2 separate regions of the Mus musculus genome follow, and region 1 is linked to region 2. A link is a contact called in public Hi-C data. All regions are on one chromosome and are shown on one strand. Each heading gives the region's core, a stretch centred on a gene start, on an enhancer-like site or on the middle of the called end of the contact. The rest is flanking DNA. Distances are from core to core; before and after follow the strand shown.

Region 1 (7,173 bases), core at 2,376-4,875, 140 kb before region 2:
GGAGAGAAAACATCCCAGAAAAGAACTAAGGTAGTCAAGGATGAGTTCTTGCTTCTATTCCCACTGGAAAATTTCAAGATGAAAAACTCTGAGGTAGGCTTGCCAGACTTTTCCAAGATTACTGGGATTTGCATTTATTTTGCAAGAACACCTTGATGAAAGGGTTGCTCCTCCAGGCAGTGGGGGAAGGGAGTGGAGTAGAGGAAGAGGACACACATCCAGGCTCAAACTCTGGGGCTTGTCACAATGGCCGGGCTATAACAAAAGGAAGCTTAATTCCAAACAAACCTGTTTCGATGGAGGACAGAGTCTGCCTCAAATCCGTGGTGTAAAAGCTTTCACCAACGAGCTTGAAACCGAGTCTCAACGGGAGGAACAGAAAATACGTCGCCAATCTTGCTCTGCAAACTTTACTCTGTCCGCTAGGCTGGTCTCTGTCCATGGTACTAATTTCTGACTCAACTAATTCCTGACTCATTCTTCTGTGTGCTCTCAGGACCTAAACTCTCAGAAGTGTCCAATATATCCATAACTTTTTCTGTTTTTCAAGCTGTAAAAAGAAAGCTTATATACTCCTTTCAGAAGGGAAAGTAAAGAAGGTAGTGGGCAGGTTATATAATATCAACACCTCGTATGCAGGATTTAAATCGTATATTTCCAATATGATGAACACAAAATCTCCCCAAAGCTAAACAATCAGAAAAATAGCATTTCAATTCCCTTAAAAGGAACACTATTTAAAATTTCCAAGCCAATTTAAATAGTAATTCACACATATCTGAGCTACCTTATTCACTATTTTTAAAAAAAAGTTATGAGTAGTTTGCAGAGACTTTAATTATGGTCAAGTCACCCCTTCTCCTCCTGTAGAAGGGCTTGTATAAGGGAGTTATTTATCTTAACAACACTGTCCACAATGCCTTTAAGTATTCCTGGGAGGGACATGTTCTTTTATGAGTAAACTTCAGTAATATAGCCAATTGAAGTCTTTAAATCTCAGCTTTGAAAAGCACTACTTTGCAATTTTATCAACACTCAACTTTTCTCCATGCTTTTGGGAGCTCCCCAAACTCTCGCCCCTTTCTGTCTCAAGTCAAAATACTGCTGAGGTTTCAAGAGAATGTCAGACCTAACATGACTTAATCAGAATTTGAATGATCATGAAAAGACTGTTTATCTAATGCAAGTTTAGGTGCTGAGGATAATTCTTTTTCTTAACTATGAATCAAGAGGTGTTGATTAAAATTTGTGCTTAATTTAGGTGGGATGTTTGCACATAGCCTTCATTAATCGCTAGAAGCACAGTGCACCTTAATGTTTCGAGTTTGGCGTATGAAATTCACAGTGAGATCTGCATCCATATATCACTTGCCATTTTATTTTTAAAAGTCAGAAAAGCAAATGTTGCTTATCTATTTAAAGGTTTTTAAAAGTTAACATCTGTATTATTTAAGGAGTAAGCCACCATTTAAAGATATTTTCAGCTTCCCAGGTAATCTGTGCTATCTACAAAGAAAAGACAACATGTTGAATATAGCAATGTTTTGAAAATATTTCCTCTTCTGCCAAACTGAGACAAAGCATCTATACCGAATGTACAGAATTAAGGAATTTTTGCATTCGAATGAACAGCTTTATTACTTTCCATGTAATGTCTTTATTAGTTTCCACCCATAAAAAGGTACTTGTGCCTTTACCAATGTAAGAATCCCCTTCAAACTGCTACTATTTTATGAATGTATGGAACTAATGCAATATCAGGGTGTGAACATGATCACAAGGAGAAAATATGGTTCATCTCATGCATAAATGAATAAATCAAACAGTAGTGTAGTTTTGTCATTTTTTTCCATGCAGAGGTGGTAGGTGAGAGGAATTGAAGGTATTTGACAAGAAACCCAGTCTGCTGTTATTCATATTTCTATTGTAAACAGGGATGCAGGCTTTCTTATATTTTGGTCTCCTGGCTTCTTTTCTTCAAGCTGCTGTTTTTTCCCTTAATTTGTCTGTAGTTTCACTGGAGACTAGTTAATAGTTTTAAGTTGAAATTAAGCCCCAAGGAGCTATTGTTATATAAAAAGTAGGAGGTGGGAGCTCCAAAATGATAATTCTAAATGGTAATTATACACATAGATTCAGGCCCACTTTTCCTACCCTAGTTGTTGTTATGCAAAATAATATAACTTAGATACTGTTACACAGGTTAAACGGGGGATAAACAGGTCCCCAGTTCTTTACATTAATCATTTATCAAACTCAAGGACGCGCTCAAGGAACACCAATTTCCTTTCCACTTCTAAGTCACTTGCTCTCAGACCATCTTTCTCTTTCCCTCTGACATTCCATCTTCCTGCAATGTTTAATTTCTACCGTTGCCTTTGCTCTCTTACATTATCAAGGACAGTGACTAGTAGCAAATAAACATAGTAGTAAAATAATTTTTGAGAGAAGAGAGATTATGTAAGAAATATATGTACTGTTTAGGAAGTTGAGGCTATCTGTCAAAACTGAAAAATTCCTTGGGAATGAACTAAGTTAGGTGGATATTGTTTCTCATTGTAAATACATCTAGGTAAATTTAGTAATCTCACTTTCACTTAACGGAAGAAATAAGTATGAATAAACCTGCACTTCAGCCTCTTGAATATTACTCAAACATGAGGTTGGAATAAAGAAATCTTCATCTATAAAGCAAAGACATAGACAGCACTTGGTCTACTGATCAAACTTTTGAATTCTCAAAAGAACCTGGTAAAGGCTGAACTATCTTTACTGTCAGCAATCCTTGTGAGGTTCAAGATCTGTATTGCCAGCAAATGCAAAGGAGTGGCTTGTTTTAATTTTATATGTAGCTGCTCTTTTTACCTCCAACTGAAGGACCTTATTTCAATTCATTACCTGTTTTTTTGTTTTTGTTAAGTACGATGTTTTTGCTACCCCCTTTTAACCCTGACATACATTGAAAGCTAGTTCAAACTGTACAGATTCAGTTGAAACCATTTCTATTTCATTCTTATTCTAAAAGGAGAGAGAGAGAGAGAGAGAGAGAGAGAGAGAGAGAAAGAGAGAGAAAGAGGTGGACATATTAAAATAGAGAAACATACACACAGTTACCCAATATCTAATACAGATGTAAAGATTACTGGAACACAAACCAAAAAAGGCATGCGGACAAGTAATGGGTGTACGTTCAAATCCCTCTCAAATCAAAGAGAGGCGCTCTCGATGACTCATACATACCGGACAGTTTACTATTACAAAGAAACATGCCAAAGATGCAGCCGTGAGGGCAAATAAAACGAATCTTTTGGAAGCAGAAAGACTTAAGAGGAAAATAGATGGTGCAATATCGCAAACTCTCATAGTACAGTTCCCTCCCACGTTGCTCTCTCTCTCTCTCTCCCATCTCTTTTTGCTTCTTGCATTTCCCTTCGCCGCCAGTGTTAAGTGTGTACCTCCCGGCACAACTTACCTTGAAACGGGACTCCATTGAGCTCTCAAGAGTGACATAAGTCCCTAGCCAATCACCTAGCAGAGCTTCGCCTGGGCGGCCTCAATAGAAGCGTCTCGCCCAATCAGAAACCTGGGGCGATGAGCATGTTGCGTTGTGGCGCAACTCGGCGTATACTTCCGCGCGTGCTGCCCGGGATAGGACTCTGGCAGAGCAGCTGCACACACGGCAGTGCGGAGGCAGAGAAGGGGTTGGTGATACGGTGCTATAAATCTGTGGTCCAGTCCACCTCCCTTTTAAGACGTCCTCCCCCCTTATTTCTGTTCTCACTTAGAGATGCAGCAGCTTACTCCTGTAGCGACCTACTAAAAAGCAACACGGAGAAAGACATCGTCTTTTTGAAAAAACGTTCTTTCGTCTCTTTTCTTTGTTCCTTGGTTTGTTTTTCTTGCACCTTTTTGTTTAGTTGAACGGCAATAGGAGTAGTCTCTCCGTCTTTTTAAACTCTCTTTTTTAAGTTTCCCCTCCCCTTTCATATTTTTTTTCATCATTTCTTTTAGCATTGGACTTTGGGGTCGAAAGCATTTCTTTTTATTTGCTTCTTTTAAGCCGAGCACAGTTTAGGTTTCGTGCTGTCTTAAGAGAACTATCCAGCAGCTTCTTGCTCATCCTTATTGGGAGAAGTGCACCGTTACTTTAAAAATACACATACACAAAAACCTTAAGGGAGAAAGGTAAGTTTCGGTTTGGTTTCTTTAATCATTAGTTGCAGCGATGCGCTGGCAAACCCAGAAAACCTGTAAGTGAGCGGAATACAGAATGTGAAGTTAATTGCACATGTTTGCCTCATTTCAAAGCGACTGCTTTGCTTTTTTTTATTTTTATTTTTATTTTTTTTATTCTTGAGAGCCAGACTAGAAGACAGTGGACGCATGCTTAACGTACTGAATATTCGAAAATGTCACTTGATAGAAACTTAAGTGGTAAATGTGGTCAAGATCCAGCAGGCTACAATGGGAGGCTACATGTTCAGTGAGCTTCGGGGTTGAGGTTGGAAGTTCATTTCGTGGGAAGAGAGGGATAACTTGAATGTTGGAGGGGAATGCATGCCTCTACTTTCGCAAAGGAATCGGAGGACTGGGGAAATCAGAAGCCCTGGACTTACTTGCAGATTAGACCAGTGGGGAAAATCCTCAGCTTAATTGCATTAACTAGATAGCGTGTGCCGGGGAGATGGGATTGCCAGATGGAATTTAGATGCTGCACCAGGCAGCGAGTTGTAGTTGCCTGGAAAAAGTACATACAGCCTAAGGGCTGGGGCTGGGCTGGGGCTGGGGTAAGGTTAGAAGCTGTCAAAACTCATCATTGCCAGAATTGAGGACTCTGATTCACGGATTCCAATGATTGTAATTCAGATTTTAAAGAAGACTGCCAATTTGGGGCCGAATCTTTGAGCCTATACCGGATATGAGATTCCCTTTGTTCAGAAAAGCGTAAATAAGATCCTTGGAGCCGTGAGTGTGAAGTGGCAGCTGCTTGGGAGCCTCGCGGTGCTGGGCGCTGGGCAGTGGATTCCAAGCCCTGTCCTTGGTCCTACGCAGCGGAGCCCGCCTTCCGGGAAAGGGAGACTCACTGGCAGCCGCGAGGCATCGCAGCTACCCAGGGAGCTGAGTCGGCTGTATAGCCCTCAGCCCCTCCTCGCAGCTCCCCTTCCTCGAGTAGCTATTGTTAAAACTGACGCCAGGAGAAAGATGGTTGGGGACGAGACTCTGGGCAGACAGGCACACGCTTCATTTTAACTTTTGTGATTTCTCCGGGTGCAGGGGAAAACAGCCGGCTTTCTACTGCGAAAGAGCGAATCCGGGTAGACGTGGGAAAGGGGGAGGATGCTCGCCGGGCGGCGAGGGCGGGGGAGGTGGTGGCGGACCGAGGTGCTGGCTTTGCCTCGGAGAAGTTTAAATTATCGGCACGAGGGGGTGTGGGCGAATGTGTGCGTGCGAGCGCCGAGTGGTGCTCGAGACGCAAAGTATGGGGGCAAGCTACAAAGCTGGCCCGGGTTGTTCATCTCTCGCAGCTCCCTACCCCACCCACAGGCTGGTTCCAAAAGCTAGCGCTCTGCCACCCCCCCCCTTCCCCGACTCTGCCTAGGGCGTGTGTATGGGGGGGGGGGGGAGTAGGGATGGCAAGGTGGCAGTGCCCACCCTGTACCTCTGTGGCAGACAGGACTTCTCGTGGCCATTGTTGCTTAATTTATGCCCAGCACGTTGCTACGTGCCCACCTATTTCACGTCTATAAAGAATTAATAGGAAGGCTGTACAACTGTGGCAGATTGGAGGGTGGATGCGTTCCCCATTTTCCATTTTCAGGTATCTGTTACCAAAACAGACGTGGAGATTGGTTATCTTCTCTACCTCCTAACTACAGCTCCAGGTCTGCCTTTATTGTGGTGAGGGTGAGAAAAATAATCAGCCATTTAGTGTTTACGCTAACGCTGATGGACAGAGATGAATGTCCGAGCACTTCGTCCCTTAAATGGACGGGTTCTGCCCCTTCCCCCACTCATGTACACACATTCTATTTGGCTAAGATTCTAAACCTGCAACATTTCTCCACGACCTTATTTATTAGAGCTATTCCTAAGATAGTGGGGTAGGACGTGCGTATGTTTTATTTTTCTGGGCCTACTATTAATTGCAACCTAAAAAGATAGGCTTAAAATGAAGGAGAATTGGAGGGGTTACAAGGTAGACAATAGTGACCCAACAGCTTATCTTCCTAAATGATAATCCCTTTCTAAAGGTCAGGAGAGGGAGCTTGTGTTTTGTGGGGAAAGGAAGGTCAGGGATGTTTGATAATCCTCGTAAAATGGCTTCTTAAATGGGACATCTGAGAGATTTGTCAAAACTGAGCAAACAAGTCTGTGAAAAAGAAAAATGTTGAATGTTTCAAAGTCATCATTTAAGAGTTTAATTAAAAAGCAGTTTCCCCCAGTTATCTCTGCCATTCCATGAACCTATCTTAACAGACCCTTGAAGTCCCCCCCCCCCCATCTTTTAACCACGGGCTTGGGCATTCCTTTTATAGAGCTAACCCGTTTGCAGTTCTGTGGGAGAACGAAGATTGTAGACCGATGTGCTTTAGCCTACTTGGAAAGTATCTGTTGAGAGAGGTCTAACTTCAAGCAGACATCTTCAGAAAGTAAAGTGAAGGGCATTGGAAGGGTTTCAGGTGTAGATTAACAAATTGGGTAGGCCCATTTCTCTCCAACACTTCAAAACTGGTATTCTTAGCAATAATGCATGCCTGGGATGGGAATATTATAACTGTTTAGAGGGAGGTCAAAGAGGCACAGGCGCTCTCTGAGCAGTTTTCCCAGGAACCCGCACAAAGTCAGTTAAGGTCATTTAATTCCAAGTCTGATTTGAGGTGACACAGAAATGCTGGTGTTGAATCAATTAGCTATTTCTGGTGTCCCTAACCAGGGTCTCCCAAACTGAGGATGGCCTGTCTCCATTTTGACCATAATTGTTTTCCCTAATTTACTATGCCTGATTTCACTTCCCACTAGAGGGTAAATTTGCACCCCCCTTCATCCCTGGGATAGAGGAGTCCTCCCTCCCCGCCCGTCGCGTGGGGGCGGGGATCTCTGGGCGCCCTTAGCGAACCTTGCTGCATCAAACCCGCATCATGTCCTTGAAGCTGTAACCTCCATCACGTTCTT
Region 2 (7,531 bases), core at 2,496-4,995:
CCAACTTGTTTGTGGGTGCTCCTATGGCTTTGCACTTTATCTATTAGCCATCTCTCTAGCCCCATCTTGATGGATTTCTTATTACTTCAGGCTCTAAAAATGTCTTGAAACAAAAAAATATGCTTATGCATCAAAAATGTTAGACTTGAAAGATGCATATTAGTCATTTTGAATATTGAGATTTAGTTGTAGTGTGATAACAGCTTAAATAAATTAGTAAAGGACCCATTAGTCCCCACTATCTAAGTTGAAGTGCACACCCGTGCATGGATAAGGGTGTTTTCTAAAATGAACTATACAGTATTTGGGGACAGCATTTGATTACTTATCACCACTGCCTCAGGGGCTTCAGCATCATGTGAACTTAGTTCCCAAATCCGATTTCTAATAGCTATAATAGTATACAGAATAAAAGCACTAGTTTCTGTTCCCTAAGGTCCTGTTACCCTAAATATTATCTGTGGATCACCAGCATTCAGGCCACACAAGAACTTATTAAAACTTACGTACTTTGACAGGCCCACAACTGTGTATGGAAATATCTACTTCCCCAAAGATTTTAGGTGGTCTGTGCTCACAAAAATTTGAGAAATACTCAAAAGACTGTGGTGGCTCTCAAGCTTGAATGTACTTAAGGCTGACGCAGAACTTGCTAGAATAAAGAGCCCTGGACCCATGTAATGGCTTTGAGGTTTGGGAAGAATACACATGCTGGGAGATAGTCTTCCTCTAGACGTTTTGTAGCACTGGCTGGGGTGCCTCCAGAGCCAGGGTATTCCAACTATCATTGCAAGGGCTGAGTTCAATGAGAGTAAGATCTTTATGGCCAGATCTAGATCCTTTCATGAAGGTCTAAGGATGGGGCTTGGGAAGCTTACAAAGACTAGGGTGATGAAAAGTGTCTATAGTCATTAGAGGAAGAGCTGATCTATAGGAAGATTGAATAGGACAGGGCAACAGTTTCCAACAAGCTGTTTAATGGGTTGACCAGAGTCTTTGCTTATTTCATCTATCAAAAAGAAAAAAATTGCACATCTCAGCTTTTCTAAGATGCCACTTGATTCCAAGAAGAAACTCAGATAACTTCTCATCCCTCCCCCTGCCAAACAATGAAGAGCAAACACAGACCAGAACTCAGGAGCTGACACAGCCATCTTCCTTTCCCTTTTTAAATTGCTTTAGAACAGTTCTTGGCAGCTGGCTTGGCTGCCTACTGCTTTACCTTTAGGTGTTTTCATGTGTCCACCCAGTGAGAGTGTAGCTACCTTTGAGGCTCTTGACCAGTGTGCTGATCAACTCTGTTAGAAGTACAGGCTCCCTGACATCACTCCTGTTTCCTTGTAAGATTGTAGGGTATGGCTTCTGGATGGATATTTAATGGGGACTGACATGTGTTCATGTCAACATGAGAATTATTTAGGTTAAAATATATTTTTTATTTGTATTGGGAAAAAAATTAAACAACAGAGGAACTGGAAGATTAACATTGGTTTTTTTCCAATGCCCCCCCCCAATAAAACACTAAAACCATTATTTCTCTTTTGTGTTGGCACTGTATAAATGATGTGTTTAATGGAAAACAGAACAACAGAAAACCTCTTCTCTATTTGTAGTGGGCACAATATTAACCATGTTTGTTCTTTGAAGAAACTTGGGTACATGAGAAAGGGCATTTTGCCTTCAATTTTCAGATAAGCCCTTAAGAAAAAGTTAGTCATTCAGAGATGTACAGAGTATCTGCTAAGATGTGACAGGCATGTTTTGTTTTGAGTTTTTTGTTTTGTTTTGCTTTGTTTTTTATTCCTAATAAATGTATTTTGTTTCAGCTTATATAAGTGTCTTTTCTTTAGGACAGTAGTCAAGTTAAAGTTATAAGAATATTTTCTGAAAAGCATGTCCCAGGAATTCCTGGATTGTTTTGTTCATTTTAGGTGTGTGTGTGGGGGGGGGGTGCTTGTATGAGTGTGTATGTTTGCAACCTACTATCAGATAAGGTGTTTGTCAAAAGGCCACTAGATTATTCTGGGGGTGTTAGTTGTAAAGGCTAAAAGAAAGCCAGTTCTTCACTGAAGATCCTCTTGTTTTAATGTATTAATTCTTAGAAATTTTTATAATTCTATTTTGATCATATTTACCCCCATCTCCTCCCAGGCCATCGTGTCTTCATTTTTTAGAAACTCAATCTAAGTCCAGTTTTTGTTGCCTATATTCTCTTAGTTATGTGACCATCCACTAAATCACAGTCAAGCTACTACAACCTTCTTTTATCTTAGGCCTGTATAAAGCACCGAAGAGTTCTACAAAACAAGGTATTGGCATTCTGCTCTCTACTGCTTAGGAAACAAGGAGGTCACTTACTTAAAGAGCTGTATTTGAAATTTGGGCTTTAAACATAAGCTGCCCAAACCATTCTCAACACGAAAATGCAGAGACTTGGCACAGTGATGCATACGTGCAGTGCTAGCACTTGGAAGACAAGAGAACTGGGAGTAGAGACAAACCTGAGCTATAGAGAGAACCTGTCAGAGAAGGGAGGGAATGAGCGAATGAGAGCCCTGAATGCCATGTGAAATAGGTCAAGTGGCTAATGGAGTACTTACTGGTGATATGGAGGTGAGCCGAATGAGGCTTGGGCTGCAGGGTTTGCTAGATGTACAAAGGTGGTGAGTGGCAGGGCCTAAGGTGGTCACACTTGATTGTGTTGTCTCTTGTTTCTTCCAGCATGGTGTGCTTTCTTATCTCTGACCAAACAGTTTGTCAAAATTGTTTGAAAGAAGCTGGAAAGGAGACCAATTAGCTTATCTGAAGATGATATTGTTTCATTACAAGCGCTGTGGATACAGCAGCCGGCCATGTTTCCTTCTGCTTTCTTACCCACTCACCCTTTCAGCATGGACAGCAGGGAGCTATGTGCTGACTGAGAACCACCTACAAATAGCTGGAGTCTGATGATAATCAAAATCCATGGCTTCGAAGCTTAATTGTTAGAAGTATAAATATGTTAAGGCCCTGCCTGTTCTGAAGTTAAATATTCTTCCCAGGAGATGGATGGGTGGGTAGTCTGTGCTTATTATAAAGGATCTGCTGGCTTGTGTTGCAGCTTCATGGTTGTATCGTTAATCTTTGGTTGTACGGAGCAGGAGGTTACAGTTAGCCCTGGGGAGTTTCTAGCCCCCCCCCCCTTTTTTTTCTGGAGACCTTTGGAGTCTAAAGGTTGGATCAGGTTTGAATTCCATGGCCTTATTGCTTCAGGGATGCTCTTTTCTTTCTAGAGGGTGACCTTGCTTTTGCGGTGACCTGTTGTTCTTGAATTTCTGATTCTGTCTAGTTATGTAGGGGACTGTTCTTCCTGTCTGGTCTACCCCAGCCTTGGGAAGTGATTTGTCAACTCTGCCCTAGAGCCGGCTGGAGAGAGTTGGCAAACTCTCCTGCCCTGCTGTGAATCCCTCAGGCTTGTGAGGGAGGACAGATGGTAGGGCTAAGCTCGGAGCCACCTCTCTACGTAATGATGAAAAATGACCAGGCTCCTGGTAAATGGAAATCAGGATCCAAGCAACTTTGAATTCTGGGAAATGACTTTGAAATCAACCTGGAGTGAAGGAAGAGTTGTTTTTTTCTTAATTAACAGTCTGCCCTTGTTATGTTTTGCACTTGAATGTAGGAAAGGTTTTCCTACATGTGTGCTCACCCAGGTGCATACTGTACTTGGACTGCTGAGCCCAGGAGGTAGTCCTGTGTGTTCTTTGGGGTATAAGTAATGTCTGTAAATGCCAGGGATGCCTGGCAGGTTCTCAGAAGGGTGTAGAGTTGCCCTCTGTGGGTCATGAGCATCATGAGATTCACTGTGTACGTGGCCCTCTTCAGGTTTGCCTGCCTCCCCCATCACTCTCACTAAAGTCGTGGTGCCTGGCAGTCCATGCCTCCAGGCTCCTGTGTCTGAAGTCAGTAGTATCATGTAGTCTCTAGGAGATCCTCTCCTCGTGTTGTCTCCATGAAGCATGATATTGGGGCTCTTGTATCTCCCATCTTACTTCTCTATTATTCCTATCCTTAAGTTGTCCGTTTGTCCTCCAGGACCATAGCCACAAAGGCAATCGATCTGTGGAATATAGCATCCTAGCCTCATCTCTGCTCTACCCATCTTGTCTAACCCATGAGTTATTTGGTTAAAGTTTATAATTTCTATAGGCATTCATTTTTTTCTCCTTTAAGAATGATACCTACCTCAAAGTATTGATGAAACTATCAGCATAATTCCTGATACTAGGTACATGTTCGAAAGATGTTAGCTGTTGGGCTGAAATACAGCATAGCAGATAAGAGTACTGGCTGCTCTTCCAGAGGACTTGGGTTTGATTCCTAGCATACACATGGTGGCTCACTACCATCTCTTAACTCCAGTCCCAGGGGATCCAGTGCCATCTTTTGGCCTCCCCAAGCACCAGGTATAGACATGGTTCATAGACATACATGCGAGCAAAACACCCATACATATATAATTTTTTAAACAATTGAAAAACATGCTTGCTGCTATTTCTCTTATTACTATTGTTTCCCTTACCACCCAAAGAAGAAAATGAACAAATCTCTTTGCTGAAGGAATAAAATAAAGTAAAATAAAATGGTAGCCCTATGACTACCATTGTCTTCGTCCTAACCATTGGAGGCTGTGTTGAGTTCAGTAAACAGTGACATTATAAGATGTAAGGCTTTCCTTTGCTTGGAGCTTTATTGTGGGCCTAAGCATTGCCTACAAACCTGAGGCTGTCTACTTGTCTGGAAGTAAAGAATTTGGTCTATGAGAGGGGTTCCACACCCAGTCTCAAGTTTTTGGAGGATTGTTAGACTAGGATAAAAATCACATGTGTCTGATAGTGTCCCTAAGTAGCACACTTACTGTCTCTGTTACCAACTAATTATAAACAGAAAGTGACTTTCTGGGAGACTTGATAAAATCAACAAAAAAAAAAAAAAAAAAAAAAAGAGCATGCCCCATCTTCTTTTGTTTTGTTTCGACACAGAGTTTCACTGTGTCTTGCAACCCAGGCTGGTCTTGAATAAGCTGTGTAGCTCAGCCTCCCAAATCTAAGAATATGGGCCTGAGCCACTGCACCCAGCTGCGGGTCACAGTCTTGACCCTATCTTTCACACGTTGATGACAAAGGCTGTCTGGGTTCTTCCTTGCCAACACCAATACCTGGAGAAGGTTTGTCTCTGGATGCTTCACCATGCCCAGTGCCCTGCTGCTGCTTTTCAGAAAGGGAGAAGTAAAAAGTAATTATTAAGAAAACTTCCCCACCGTCCCTGCTGCGGCTTCCTCTGACAGGCAAGTTCTTAAACAAGCATCTTGATATTTCAGCAGATGGTGCCGAGGTTTGTTAACGCAGCCTGCGGTATTCCCAGTTCGATCCTGCATTTCTGGATTCTTTGTAATTAGCTCACAACATGGGTGAAAGTGAGCTCAGTGTAATCTAAACCCAGGGAGCTTGGAAAAGCAACATCTGGCAGAGGAGGCAGGGCAGCTTCCCTCGCACTGCTTTCAGGGGAGTGGCCCCAGAGGTAAGCTTCAGGAGATTAACAGCAGTGAGAAGTCATTGCAGCTGGGTTCTGTATTCTGCCCTGGCCGCCCATTTGCTTCCAGGAACAATGCAACCAAGTATTAGCTTTCATTTATAAAGCCCTTTGTCCCTTTGTCCCCAGCCTAGTCTCAGGAAAATCAAATCTTGGTTCCCGCTGAACCAAGTGTTCATTCTCCTTGTGATGGCTAATTTAGTTTGTCAGCTTAAGCTATGTCTGGGACATCATTAAGCAGACCTTTGGGGATTTCTTAACTGAAGGGGGAAAGCACATTTTGAATGTGGGTGGCATTGTCTCTGGGCAGAGGTCCCTATCTCAATGGGAGAGGGGAAAAGGAGAACACAAGCCGAGTTGAGAACAGCCTGTACCTCTTTCTGCTTCCTGACCTACCTAGATGTGAACAGGCACCCTTCTCTTTCTGCTCTGCCTTGCCTGCCCCGCCACAGTGAGCTGTACCTTCTCCACTCTTAAGTCTAAAGAAGTCTTTCCTCCCACAGTTGCGTTCAGGTATTCCATTACAGCAGAGAGCAAAGTATCGGAAAAAGTCCTTACCGTTATGTGTGATTAGAAATCCTATACGGAAGATTGCTACCATTTTAGAAAAAATACAGAAACGAGATTTTATAAGCAAACAGCATTTCTAGTTAAGTTGTGAGTCTAGATGTGAGCAAGAGACTTTACCACTTTAAGTATGATACTATGTTCCTAGTGGTATAGGAAGTGATACTTTCTTTGTAGAAGAGACTGTTACATCCAATAGATACTGGTGGATATGTAAGTGGTCCCTAGTGGATTAATGTGATACAGCATCCTCTGCAGAGGCCTCCAGTTATTGGAAGTAGTGATGCCCTTCCCCATGATGTGGGACCTGGGAGACACAGTGCTGGTTGGCCATATGTTCACAACACATCCCATACAAGGTTTGGGGACCCAGATAGGAATTCTAGTACCTCCAATGATAGGGAGAATGGGCATGGAATGTGATCTTTTTAAACTGGAATTCTCTTTTTCTCTAAGTGCATGATTCAGAAGAAAGTTCTTGTGATGTCTTCTCTAGTACACCTTTGTGTCTTCGTCTACTAGCGACTGTTTTCTTAGCAGGCATCTCACTCAGTATTGATAAGTTCACATTAAGGAGTCATTGTAGATCGCTTTAAAAAAACGGTTTAATGACTTACACATTTCCACTCTATCCCCGAAGTGAAGCTACAAGGAACTCAGTTATTTTGTTTTTATAGAAAAGGAATTCTGAGAGTACCTGGGCAGTAAACAGTGGAACAGGGGTTTCACACCACGTTTATAAGACTTCAGAAGTCTCTTGATTGAGGCTAAATGAAAAGAGTCTGTCGGCACTGGCTTCCCTTACTGCCTCTGCTTCTGGTTGTCTGACTTCCCCCCTATGTATAATCTTAATTTTATCTCTTTCCTATTTATGTGCCAGTATTCCATGCTGCAAAGTATTAGTAATGGAACAGAGGAAAACCTCAGACCAGAGCTCTAATTAACACTGTAAATTTATGGTCTATTGTTCAGGGGGAAAACACCCTTTGGCACAACAAGGACAGGATATCAATGATGAGTTGGGAGGTTTAAGGATAGAATCCCTACTGCCCCAAGTGGAGGACGGCAGGCTGCTGTTTATCAGGCTAAAAGGTTTGCTCCTGCTGTGTACATGGAGGGCTATCAAGGTTGTCTCCTACAGCCAGGAAATAGTGTCAGGAAAGTGAGGGAGTTCTCTGAAAAGGGCTCTCTAAGTGAGGGTGTCTCACTGATTTCATGCTTAGAACTAACTTCATCTGAGTTTCCTGTCTCAATGGCCAATGTGGGATTAATGGCCAACGTATTAACGTTTCTGTAGTAAATACCCAAAGCTTGGGCGCTGGGACCCAGGATTCCTTTCCTGAATGCTAGGCAAAGTTACTCCCAAGGAATCCTCGTTGGCCAGATGGATCAG

Evidence for each region. A called contact is a pair of places that touch in the nucleus more often than the background predicts.
Region 1: a Hi-C map of cerebellum shows a contact between it and region 2, with 2.8 times the contacts expected there. The contact joins the promoter of Elavl2 here to the enhancer-like site in region 2. A contact is called at or near these places in 12 of 484 Hi-C or Micro-C datasets (cerebellar granule neurons, cerebellum, cerebral cortex and 5 more), 2 of 115 datasets of contacts at active chromatin or transcription factors (PVALB interneurons and embryonic forebrain) and 1 of 9 other capture datasets (adipose tissue).

What each region holds. Positions count from the first base shown.
Region 1 is chr4:91,372,948-91,380,120 of GRCm38.p6, reverse strand. It overlaps Elavl2 (ELAV like RNA binding protein 1), which reads left to right and starts at 3,625. Exons shown (of 8, transcript NM_001347149.2): 1 at 3,625-4,185. Mir6402 (microRNA 6402) reads left to right here and starts at 6,758; the gene lies at 6,758-6,837.
Region 2 is chr4:91,235,180-91,242,710 of GRCm38.p6, reverse strand. It overlaps a transcript of Elavl2 not described here. Among named protein-coding and RNA genes, the nearest start is that of Mir6402, 130 kb to the left of the region's middle. Within about 2 kb of position 3,745, at least 25 of the 459 cell types and tissues checked have an H3K27ac peak or open chromatin away from gene starts, as enhancers often do. A contact at or near this core is called in cerebellar granule neurons and cerebellum, where this site is marked.